Regions from separate parts of the Mus musculus genome. Here regions 1 and 3 are each linked to region 2. Evidence: chromatin contacts called from public HiChIP or PLAC-seq data. All regions are on one chromosome and are shown on one strand. Each heading gives the region's core, a stretch centred on a gene start, on an enhancer-like site or on the middle of the called end of the contact. The rest is flanking DNA. Distances are from core to core; before and after follow the strand shown.

Region 1 (3,765 bases), core at 913-3,412, 890 kb after region 2:
TAGCTTAGACTGTGTTGTAACTGGACCATGCAATTGTTCTTGAGGTCAGCCCAGTGCTGTCATCCGTCTTGGGCGTTTTGTAAACATTTAAAATACACCTGGCCTTTATCATTCTGTTTGGGGATCCTCTGCTTTTGACTTATAAGGAAGCTGTGTCCACTGGACCCAGTATAAGTCAAAAATACGAAAAATCAAAATGCATTTTAACTTGGTGACATCTTAGTTTAGCCACATGATATGCTATAGAGCATCAGCCTCCGGCTTGAGGCTGAGAAGGGCAGAAGTAACTTTCCATACATTATTATTTTGGCGAAGGATCAAAATTTACATTAAAACAAAACAAAACAAAAAAATAACAACAACAACAACAACAAGAAAACCAAAAGAGATGTTTTGTGGTGTGTGTGTGTGTACATGTGTGTGTGTGCATGTGTATTTGTCTGAAAAGGCACATCTGTAGAGATCAGACAACAGCTTTTCTAGGCTCAGGAGTTGGGTTTCTCTTTCAAGCACAGGTTTCAGGGATTGAAGTATTTGTGCCCTTACCTACTGAGCCACCTCACTAATCTCCCAGTTTTGCATCTTTTTCTTTTCTTTCTCTTTTTCATTTGTCCTCCTCCTCTTCCTTCCCTCCCTCCCTTCCTTTTTTATTTATTTTCTTTCTTTCTTTCTAGGTAGGGTCATTTTCTCTCTGTGTAGTCTTGGCTGTCTTGGAGCTTGTAGACCAGGATGGCCTCAAATTCACCAAGACCTGCCTACCTCTGCCTCCTGACTGCTAGGATTAAAGGCCTGTGCCATCCTGTCTGGCTTTTTCTTCTTTTCTTTTTTTAATGTTACTTTTTTTTTTTTTTTTTGAGACTGGGCCTCATTATGTAGCTCTTTGTTGACCAGGCTGGCCTTGAACACACAGAAATCAGCCTGCCTCTGCCATTCAAGTCTTTCAAGGGCTGGATTAAAATTGTGCACTACCATACCTGGCCTCATGTTAAAAGAAGTATCATTTTGTGTGTGTTAGATCTGGGTGGGTGTGTGCATGCCCTGGCAGGCATGAGGAGGTCAGAAGGTAACTCTGTGGAGTCAATTGTCGCTTTCCCCCGTAACGTGGATCTCAGAGATAAAACCCAGATTACCAGCCTTACCATCGAGGTAAGCGCTTTTACCCACTGGCTCCAGATTCCCATTTCCAAGTGTGGGTTATATAGGATTCATTAAATGCACATATGTTTCAACCTATTGTAAGGGGAAAAAAAAATCATTCAGTCAAGCCATCATAAATGAGAGTGTGTGTGTTCCTTTTGGTAGAGGCTGCCCACATAGGAGAGAGAGCCTCTCCTGAGGTGTGGAGCAAAGACAAGCACAGAAATGAGTGAACACCCCTCCCTCCCCCCACCCCCAACTGAGCCTGGGATCTAACTGACCATCAAAGCCTACAGTGTTCAGTAAGCGCTTCCTGAGCAGGTCATGGACACCCAGGGAATAGGTGTTGAGAATGGAGGCGGGTTGTTGTTGCAGTCCGTTTTCCCCTTTTTAATCATGGTGAACCGCTGTCAAGTTTTTATTTTTTATTTGTGTTTTCCCAGTGAGTCATTGAGTTTATAATATTGGGATCTGGAGAAGGGAAAAGAGGAGAGAATAGAGAAATGGAACCTGTAAGTCAGAACAAGAGACAGAAGCTTGGATTTGAGAGGAGGGGTTTTGACTGAGCAGTAAGCAGTTGAAAGTAGGAAAACATCCCTGGGGAAGCAGGAAATATGCAGAGGAACTTTCAGGCGAGCACACCAGTGGGGCCTGAGGATGGTCGTAGGGATTCAATCCACCCTCTTAGAGGGGAATACTGTAGGCTGTTTTCCAATCTTAATTACAGCCACAGGATGACAAAAGCCTATAATATCTTCTCTGCTTCTACTAAGGGCTGGGAGAGTGTAGTCTCTCTTGTGTAATTCAGTTTGCATTGCAGGTTTATTATTATTATTATTATTTCTTAGGATATCCTGGGTTGAGGAGAAGTCATAAAAATTAGACTCATTTTCTTGTGTTTATATTAAAGTTTTAGACGGTTTCATGATGAAGGAAGGAACGAGTTAGTCACCAAGGGGATCGAGGAGGATGAGTTAGTGCTTGGTCATCAAACGATGGACCATTAAGAGCTTATTTCTTTTGGGAGGAGCAAAGGGCAAACTATGAGTCAGACAGACTATAAAGTTATTTCTCTCCGCTTGGTTCAGCCACCCTCCTGCAGGAAGATCACGGGCCCTGCAAGGACAACTCAGAAGGTGGTGCTTGTTGCGGTGTGAAGGGGAAGAGGTCCCCCCCAAACTACCCACAGTCCTCCACCCCAGCTCTGATTCCACAGGGACTAGCATTTTATCTCACTGTTTTCATACTGGAGCTCAAACTGGCCTAGAACTCACGAAGTTCCCCACCTCGGCTTGGAACCTGAGCTAGTCCTGCCTCAGCCTTCCCAGTGCCTGGCTCTAAGGTTGGCACGTCTGATGATTGGGGGTGCATGCGAGCTTACTTACGGAACAGGCTATGGTTGGTTTAAAACCTCAAAATCCCAGTTTTGATTCTGACTGGGATAGTGTTCTCCCTTGTGATGAGCCATTAAGAGGGGCTGGTTCCATCTATTGTGCTGGGAGAGTATAGCGTTTGTTCTGTGGATGAAGACACTTTCACTGTACTTGACGTGCACTCATCCCATGACGGAGTCATTGCTCTCCCTGTGCTGGCCGTTGCCCCCTTGATGAATTCTGCTATTTTTATTTTTAACTTTATTTTTATTTGTTTGTAGCTCATCCTGACTTGGAATGTGCTATGTACATCAGGCTGGCTTTGGGATGACAGAGCTCCTCCTGCCTCTGTCTCCCTAGTATTGGGATTCAAGTTGTGTGTCACCACACCTGGCAATAATGTTTCCTTTTGATATAGATTCAAACAGTTATCAAATATTTGTGTGTAAAATCAGGGGGAGATAATGAATAAGTGTTTGAAAGTACAATGATTTTTTTTTCTCTTTTTCTTTGTTGAGATAGGGTTTTTCTATGTATAACAGTCTATCCTAGAACTGGCTTTGTAGACCAGGCTGGCCTTGAACTCACAGACATCCACCTGCCTCTGCTTCCCACCTGCTGGGATTAAAGGTGTGAGCCAATGCCTGGTTAGAATGAAATGTTAATACAGAATGGTTCCCTCTTTATTTTCTGGTCTGTTTGATTCAGGGTTTTTAACTTTTTAACTTTTCCTTTGTCTTTGAATACTATGTTTCAGGTTCCGTGCTAATGACACAAGGCCTAGAAGTGCTGTTCCTGGCTGTAGGAGAGTTTTGGGCTTAGTGAGAGAGCCACATGAATAGGTGGCTGGGTACAGTTTGACCAGTGCAGGAGGTGTGCTGTGTGCAGAGGGATGCAAGAGAGCAATACCTACTCACTTTTGGGAGAGTATGTAGGCAGGGTCCTGACAGGGTCCTTAATACCTTTACCTTAAGGTATTAAGACTTTAGATGGCAAGGTTGTCCGCTGATGTAAGGAAGGGTACTTCAGCACGGAGAACATTCCGCACAGCGGTAGAGGGCACAGGGAGAAAACATGGCGGACTGTGGCAACTTCAGATAGTTTAGTTAAACAGTAGCTTACGGTGTGTGTGCCCTAATGACTCTGAGCTGGAGAGACGAGGAGGGGATTCCTTTACCAAGACTACTTACTGTTGGACAAACAATTCAGGCGTCATTCTCAAACGTTGTACCTACTGGGGAGTTGGAGGCAGGAA
Region 2 (4,097 bases), core at 1,389-3,888:
CTTTTCTCTGTTTCCATTCCAAGGGATGTTGTTCATTCACAATGTCGCAGGTGCTGGTGGTCATCTAGGGGAATGCTAAGCTCACTTCCTGGAATGGACGAAAAATAGACCAGGAAAGATGGAAGACCAACAAACAGAAAGGAAAAGTACCTGTTTCATCCCTAAGGATGGAGAGGCCTAAGGCAGGAAGCCCATTCAGTGGATGCGGGCTTACGTAACATCTGATAGGTCCCTGGATCCCACACTTCCCCTCTTAGCAATGGGCAGATACCCTGCTTTCATATACCTTCCTGCTGTTTCTCCTTGTAATGTCTTCTGGGGACAAGAAGCTGACATCTCAGGGAGTCCTTTCCTACTTCATGGCCCACCCATGTCTCTAACTCTCCTCCAGCAGATTCGTCATAGTGATTTAACTGTCATCCACATTTTGTTCTTGGTGACATCGTCCCTTTATCTGGGAGAGGCAAGAAGAGCACAATTAGGATGATCAACTGTCCCAATGTCTTTTAGCAAAGTCACTTGTCCCCTCCACCTGAGGACAAATGGACTATAAGCAACATTTAGACTGCCTTGTGACCTGGGCAAGTACTAATGGCAAGTTATACTACATATATGCAACTCACATATATACAACACACACATGCACACACACACACACACACACACACACACACACACACACACACACACACACTTTTAAATCTAACTAGCTGCAATATTCTACTTTTTGGAGCCAGCATTGCTTCCTAGGTGACTGGCAGGATAGGATGCCGCTGCTACACAAAAGCACATGACTAGCAGACATAATGTGGAACCTATAACTGTTTATGTTAAATACAACACCAATACAGACATTTGCATTAAGCAAATGTAAAGTCTCAAGAATTACTAGTTAAAGAGGGCTGGAGAAATGAGTCAGTGATTAAGAGCACTTGCTGTTCTTCCACAAGACCAAGAGTCAGTTCCAAGCGCTCACATGGCGGCTCACAACCATCTGTAATGCCAGTCCCAGAGGCTCTAATGCCCTCTTCTGGCCTCCTTGAACACTGCACACATATGATTCACATGCACATAAAAATAAATAAAAATGTTATGAGAACTACTAATTAGGGGAACAAGTCATAGCAGATAAATATCTGTGGTGGCAGACAGAACTCTAAATGTCACCTGAGGACTCCTACAGCACGCAAGTCCACCCTACTTCCCCACACCTTCTGGTATTTGAGTCCAGAAACGATCTGCCTTACTGCTTTCTTTCTTTTTTTTTTTCATCTTCATGATTTTTTATTAGATATTTTCTTCATTTACATTTCAAATGCTATCCCCAATGCCCCCTATAGTCTCTTCCTCCCCCCGCCCTGCTCCCCAAACCACCCACTCCTGCTTCCTGGCCCTGGCATTCCCCTGTACTGGGGCTTATGATCTTCCCAAGACCAAGGGCCTCTCCTCCCATTGATGGCTGACTAGGCCATCCTCTGCTACATATGCAACTAGAGACACAGCTCTGGGGGGTACTGGTTAGTTCGTATCGTTGTTCCTCCTATAGGGTTGCAGACCCCTTTAGCTCCTTGGGTACTTTCTCTAGCTCCTTCATTAGGGGCCCTGTGTTCCAACCAATAGATGATTGTGAGCATCCACTTCTGTATTTGCCAGGCATTGGACTAGCCTCACAAGAGAGAGCTATATCAGGGTCCTGTCAGTAAAATCTTTCTGGCATATGCAATAGTGTCTATGTTTGGTGGTTGTATATGGGATGGATCCTCAGGTGGGGCAATCTCTGGATGGTCTTTCCTTCTGTCTTAGCTCCAAACTTTGTCTCTGTAACTCCTTCCATGGGTACTTTGTTCCCCATTCTAAGAAGGAGCGAAGTATCCACACTTTGGTCTTCCTTCTTCTTGAGCTTCATGTGTTTTGCAAATTGTATCTTGGGTATTCTGAGCTTCTGGGCCACCATCTTGAGAGAGGTAACCCAATCACAAAAGAACACACATGATAAACACTCACTGATAAGCGGATATTAGCCCAGAAACTTAGAATATCCAAGATACAATTTGCCTTACTGCTTTCTTCATAGAGTGAGCGGCAGTGTGGCACTAGCCAGTCACCACACTCTTCACCTCACCTCAAAAACAGAGGGTTGTGCATCCCCCTTCATGTCCTTCTGCACAGGAAGGAGGAAACAAAGAAGCAAAATTTCTAAAGGAGAGGATATATGTAGGAATGTATCAGCAGAGCCATTCTCCAACTCAGTGCACACTGTAGCCTCAAAGGGGGAGCTGAGCTCTTCTTGCATGGTGCTTAAAGAAATAGACAATAGTCACAGGCCATTACGATGCCATCTGCTCCTCCTGAAGCAGGAAAGCCATGACGGCTAAGGCAGGGATCTTATATCACCTGCGGCTCTCCAGCTCCCCACCTTGTAGCCTGAGGATGGAGACTCAGGTCCACTTCCTTACTCTTCTGGTAGATTGGTGCCTTTTACACCAAGCCATGGCTCTGTCTGAACAACTGTTGTTTGAGACATTCCTAACGCTGTTTGGAACGTTGCCATAAGGAACACAGAGTTCAGGTCTGTGCTCCTGGTCGTGTCTGATCCAGAAAGGGAGAGGCCAGGGGAGTGTGGAAAAGGTCACTGTGGCAGAGAACATTCATCCCTCGGGAATGGGGTGTGGAAGGGAAATGGGGCTGAAAGGAGGAAATTAAACATGGATAAGACAAGCACGTAAGAGTCAAATCCAAGAAACACAACTCAAAATAAGCATGGTGCATGTTAGCACTGGCACCATCTGCAGAGACCAGGAGGCCACAAGTGGCTTAGATGCTATGAAAGGCTAAAGTTACATCTGGAATAACAGTCCAAGGGTTGGCATGCTGTTTACGAACCCGAGGAGCCTAGGTGTCTACCTTTCAGCTTTGTTGATTCTTATCCATGAAGTAGCATTTCTGAGGACACCTTGTGGTCCAAGATGGTACCTAAACCTCCAAGCTTTAGGCAGGAGGCAAGAGAAAAAGACCAACAGGGGCTTGCAAGTATTCTTTTAGTCAGCCTTCCCAGAAGACACTGTCTACAGCTTCTGCTTTGCAGAGTGAGCTTAGACGAAAGCAAGCCTGAGAAAGACCGTCTTTGCTTGCTGGAGTGAAATTGGTTCCTCCGGGAGAGTATTCAGAGAACATGAATGGGGGAGTGGGGTCAGGCAACTGGCAATCCTTTCCATTTGAGTTGAGGCCTCATGGTTAAGGAGAATCCACAACAGCAGAATACTGGAGTTAACGTTTAGAATCTACCATCTGCTAGCAATAATCTCGGTGATAGAGCATTAAGCCTTTCTGAGTGGCTGCTCCTTCGTCTGAAAAATGAGGGAAGTGCTAGAAACTTCCAGAGTCTCCTGAGAGTCAGATCCAGGCAGTATCAGGCACAAGAAAAACAGACCAAAGCAGCAGCTACTGCTATGACTCTACCCAAGGGCCCTGGAAAGCAAATTTTTGACATATAATAAAAATTAAGGCCCATTAAATAAATCTGCCACACGTAGAGTGTGATGGAGGGGTTTCCAAATCCATACTGATGGCTGCTTATATGTGTGAGGTCTCCAAGAAGATGGCTTGAAGGGCCCCTGCATTAAGTGAACGTTCTGACTGGTTTGGGAGATCCAATGAACTGGGGGCAGGGTGGGAGGTGCGCTCTCCCCAGACTCCTTACTGACACCCGGGTGAGGGTAGAAGAACAGAGGTTGCACATGCCATTAGAATACACCACCCAGGCACACACCCTTCACTGCTCTGGGTGTGTCTCTGCATCTGCCACAGACAGGAGAATAATGATCTGGGAGAGGCAAGACGGCAGTTTGGTTCAATAAGACCAAGTCATCGGTGTTGGTTCAAACCCTGTGTAATTTGGGTGGGGTGATATTTAAGCATTTTTTTTTCTGGTGATAATTAATTTAATCCTATGTGCACAGTAAAGCTTAAGACATGGCCACATTGAAGCTGTTTATAAAGCACTTCTGATACTTTCCATAAAGATAGTTTCTATAGAACAAGCTCATGATAAGTGCTTGGAGGAGGAGGGTCTGGTGTGGTCTCAGCCACACACATAG
Region 3 (4,148 bases), core at 1,492-3,991, 840 kb after region 2:
AGTCCCAGGGAATCCAGCATTCTCTTCTGGCCTCTGCAGGCACCTGAATCTACATGGTGCACACACACTCATTCAGGCACACAACCACACAATTTTAAAAACATTTAAAAGCTTTTTATTTTTTTAAAGTTTCCTTTGCTTAGTGACTGTGTGACCTTTGATAATTTACTAGAACCGTCTTCATCAGTTTCAAAGTTATAGCCAAATGACGTAACAGTTGCCCTGGAGCTAGAGTTATCGCCAGCTGTGAGCCACTCAATATGGGAAGAGCATCAAGTGTTCTTTACAAGGTTAAGCCACCTTTCTAGTGCCAGGGAATTATTTTAATGTTGCTGAGCCGCTGAATCCACCAGTACGGAATATAAGCCTCCTGAAGGCAGCGTGTCATCTCATTCACACAAACATTCCCAGCATGCCACAGGACTCTTGGCATGGCACATGGCCAGTGTGGTCAATATGTGTTTAGTTAAACTGCCTGAATTTCAGACTCATCAAATTCTAGGCAGGCATGTGTATGTGTGTGTGTGTGTGTGTTCATGTTTGTGCATGTGTATGTACATGTGTGTGTCTTTGTGTGTGATTGTGCATATATATGTTAGTGTGTGTGTATGAGAGAGAGAGGGAGGGAGAGAGAGAGAGAGAGAGAGAAAGAGAGAGAGAGAGAAATATGTATACCCTTTTACTTGTAGCCAAAACCATCTTGTAGACAGAACCTCTTAAACTGCCCCCCCTCCCACTACCCACACACATAAATAAACATACTTGTGACAGTAGTTAACACAAGGGATCTATGGCTCCAATTAATTCTTTTAGAGGTAGCTTCCTGGAACAAGCCAAATCTAGTATTTGCCGACTTGGGATTGGGTTTAGGGTTGGTTAAATGTGAACGTGGTTACAGCGATGTTGGGTGCCTGTGTGAGCGGTATCCACAGCAGGCTAATGAGGGAGAACAGGGCTGAATGGCTACAAACCAAAGACAAGCACCAATGGCACCAGAGTGTGAGCACCTCCTACCTTCCAGTTCTCCACAACTGGAAAAGACAGCTTTTCTTGGAACAAAGCCTCTTCCTTACAACATCTTGAGCAAGGGAAAAAAAAAAAACCCAACATAAAATAAAATTTTAGAGACCTCTTGTTTGTGTGCTGGTTTTAATTATAGTCATGTATTCTAAGCAGACCACACCTCACTTGCTATAAGTATAGTGTGTATCCATAAAAAAAAATTAGTGCTTTCAATATGGTAAAGACACTGAGGGACAAAAAGAATCTGAAACACAACTATAAAAGCCTTGAATGCTTCCATGAGGAATAGACTGAGTGGGCCTGGGGGTCTCCAGTCTACCTCTACTCTGCTCTTGGCAGCTGCTCTAACCCTATCCCTGAACCTCTTCACCCACAGCTCTCCAAGTCCTCTTTTCCTAATCAGCTTCGAATGATTTCCCAGTTTGCTTTTTATTTTTTTCTTTGAGGTTTGCATGCACAACTCTTAATATATATATATGTATATGTGTGTGTGTATATATATATATATACATATATGTATATATATATATATATATATATATATATATATATATCAACCTAAAACTGGCTGGATTCCATGTCTAAAACATTTCAGTAGCACACAGGGGCCAGCTGGTTTCAGGCCCTGAGTGGCGGCCGTTGTACAGCTGCTGCACATCTGCAGGTCCCCGTATGCCCTTTTATTACTGTCTGCTTTCTATGGCATGTTGTCAAAGGTCTGGTGACTGCATCTGCTTGAATCTTGTCTCTATCTATATGTGGCTTGGAACAAGGGTATAGTTACTCCCAGCAAAGTGTATTCATGCCATACTGATGAATGGAAATGTTGGAAGAAACGTGTACTCGGGTAAAGGGACTGTTTCCATACTTACCTCTTAGCTAGGAAGGGTTCTCTTAAATGTTCCCACACCCAACTGCCTTCTCGGTGCTTTGAGCACAGACCTGCTCATAATGGTAAATTCAGTGTTCCTGTCACTCAGTTGAGTCAGCTGTTTCCATATTAATAGGATATTGTGCTCGCTATTAAGAATTGCTCACTGTGGAGTCCTATTTCTCTTACATGGCTTTCCCTACTCTCCAAGTCTCTCTCACTCTCCACACCCACACACCACCCACACACCACCCACACACCACCCACACTCACCCACATACCCACACATCCACACCATATGCACACATACCATATACATACACACACACACCATAAACACTATGCACACACCATACACAAACACACATTCCAGACACACTCACCACACACACACATACCCCACACACATATACAATACACACACACCATACACACATATACTTCACATACCATACACACACATACTCTACACACTACACATACACCATACACATACACACACCATACATATACACACAATACACATACACTACACACACACACACCATACATACACACACCATACATATACACACCATAATACACACTATATACGTAGCTTACATATAGATACCATGCACATACATACTGTACACACTCCATGCACAGACACCATACACATACACCAGACACATCTCTCTCTCTCTCTCTCTCACACACACACACACACATACACACAAATACATACACCATACACACCACACCACACACACTCATCTGAAAAATTGAGTCTCCGGGCTTCTGTATACTTGGCCAACATCTTCAAGGTCACTAATGTTACCTCTCATCTCTGCTGTGTGGGAGCCAGAGAGTGAGTCATCGGGGTGAGTACTGCCTCTGTAATACTACCAGATTGTGTTTGTCTCCACTTCAAAGCTCTTCACTTTAACAGAATAGTATTTCTTCATCCCGCCCACCCAAACAGCAGTCTGGATGCCGAGAGGGAGCAGCTACATGAACAGCACTGTTCTTTCCTTAAGACTTTCCTTCCCCCACCTCAGAACACTTGCAAGACCTTTGGGGAAGCCACCGGGCCTCAAACTAGACAGGTTCCTACTAGAGGGCACAGCTTGGCCTCTTATTTACCCCTCCCTCCCTCAACACCTTTTCCTTGCCCTCTCTTTCTCTTTCAGTTTTGTCACCTCAGACTGGGCCTCTGCCTTTCCTGATCAGGCTTAATCATTCCTTGGCCCTCTGGGTCTTCTGTTTTCTTTTCCATTTACAAAACAGTTTGTGATGTTGAGTTTTCTGAGTACAGGAGACAGATGGGAGAGGGAGCTTTAGATCTAGAATCTAGAAAAGAGGGTGGAGAGAGGGGAGAGAGAGAGAGAGAGAGAGAGAGAGAGAGAGAGAGAGAGAGAGAGAGAGAGAGAGGAGAGATGAGAGAGAGAGGAGAGATGAGAGAGAGAGAGCGCTCTTTCCTTTGCCTCGGTTTCCACATGGCCTCCACTGTTTCAAACTCATTTGATCTTGAACCATGGACAGAACCATCATGCGTGCCATTACTGAGCACCTGGCCACACTGCTAAATTTTTCATATTCGTATTTCAACTCCCTATGACTAAAAGAAGCAGCTCTAACTTGCTTTTGAGACAAGGTCTCACTATGGGGTGAAATATAACACAGGCTGACCTTGAACCCAGGATATTTCTGCCTCCGTCTCTGGATTGTAGCGATTCCAGCTGGGAGCTATCAAGTCTTACTCACTTGTGGGTAAAGCGAGATTCAACGATTCTGAATAGCTTCTCCAAGATGACAGGCAGTAGCAGACATAAGGAAAATGATCATGTAGGTGCCAGGACCATGTTTTTCGCTGCTGTCATTGTCGTTAGTGAGAGAACGGACATTAATCAGTCTTTATCTCCCAAGGTTTCCATGCCCCCAATTCTTGATTTCCATTTATGAAATACATTGAAGGAGTAGAATTGTCTCCGGTCATTCCTATGTCACTTTAGCCCAGAGCAGCTTCTGGTTGTTGCCAGTGGTATTTAGACTTCTCTTCCCTGTGCAGAACAGTACACATAACAAGTTCTGCCTATCCTTGCTCCCGCCCTGTGCATACTCATTAAGGTTCCTCTAGGCCTAGAACAAGGATGTCATTTACCATCCGTGCTAGCACATGGACTGGGGGCCTTGGGGAGGCACTATTAATAACCATGTTGGGCATACCAGGATGCTTAGCCATCTTCTTCAGACAAACTGCAATGAAGCTAAC

The links. HiChIP or PLAC-seq counts read pairs in DNA pulled down with a chosen protein or histone mark.
Region 1: a contact with region 2 is called in a FOXA1 HiChIP or PLAC-seq map of pancreatic cancer cells. The contact joins two enhancer-like sites. A contact is called at or near these places in 2 of 115 datasets of contacts at active chromatin or transcription factors (astrocytes and pancreatic cancer cells) and 1 of 9 other capture datasets (embryonic stem cells).
Region 3: a FOXA1 HiChIP or PLAC-seq map of pancreatic cancer cells shows a contact between it and region 2. The contact joins two enhancer-like sites.

The regions. Positions count from the first base shown.
Region 1 is chr2:58,544,903-58,548,667 of GRCm38.p6, reverse strand. All of the region lies in intron 1 of Acvr1 (activin A receptor, type 1), which reads left to right. Among named protein-coding and RNA genes, the nearest start is that of Acvr1, 20 kb to the left of the region's middle. Within about 2 kb of position 2,162, at least 47 of the 459 cell types and tissues checked have an H3K27ac peak or open chromatin away from gene starts, as enhancers often do. A contact at or near this core is called in pancreatic cancer cells, where this site is marked.
Region 2 is chr2:59,430,527-59,434,623 of GRCm38.p6, reverse strand. No RefSeq gene overlaps it. Among named protein-coding and RNA genes, the nearest start is that of Gm46743, 12 kb to the right of the region's middle. Within about 2 kb of position 2,638, at least 26 of the 459 cell types and tissues checked have an H3K27ac peak or open chromatin away from gene starts, as enhancers often do. A contact at or near this core is called in pancreatic cancer cells, where this site is marked.
Region 3 is chr2:58,588,439-58,592,586 of GRCm38.p6, reverse strand. It overlaps a transcript of Upp2 not described here. Among named protein-coding and RNA genes, the nearest start is that of Acvr1, 24 kb to the right of the region's middle. Within about 2 kb of position 2,741, at least 64 of the 459 cell types and tissues checked have an H3K27ac peak or open chromatin away from gene starts, as enhancers often do. A contact at or near this core is called in pancreatic cancer cells, where this site is marked.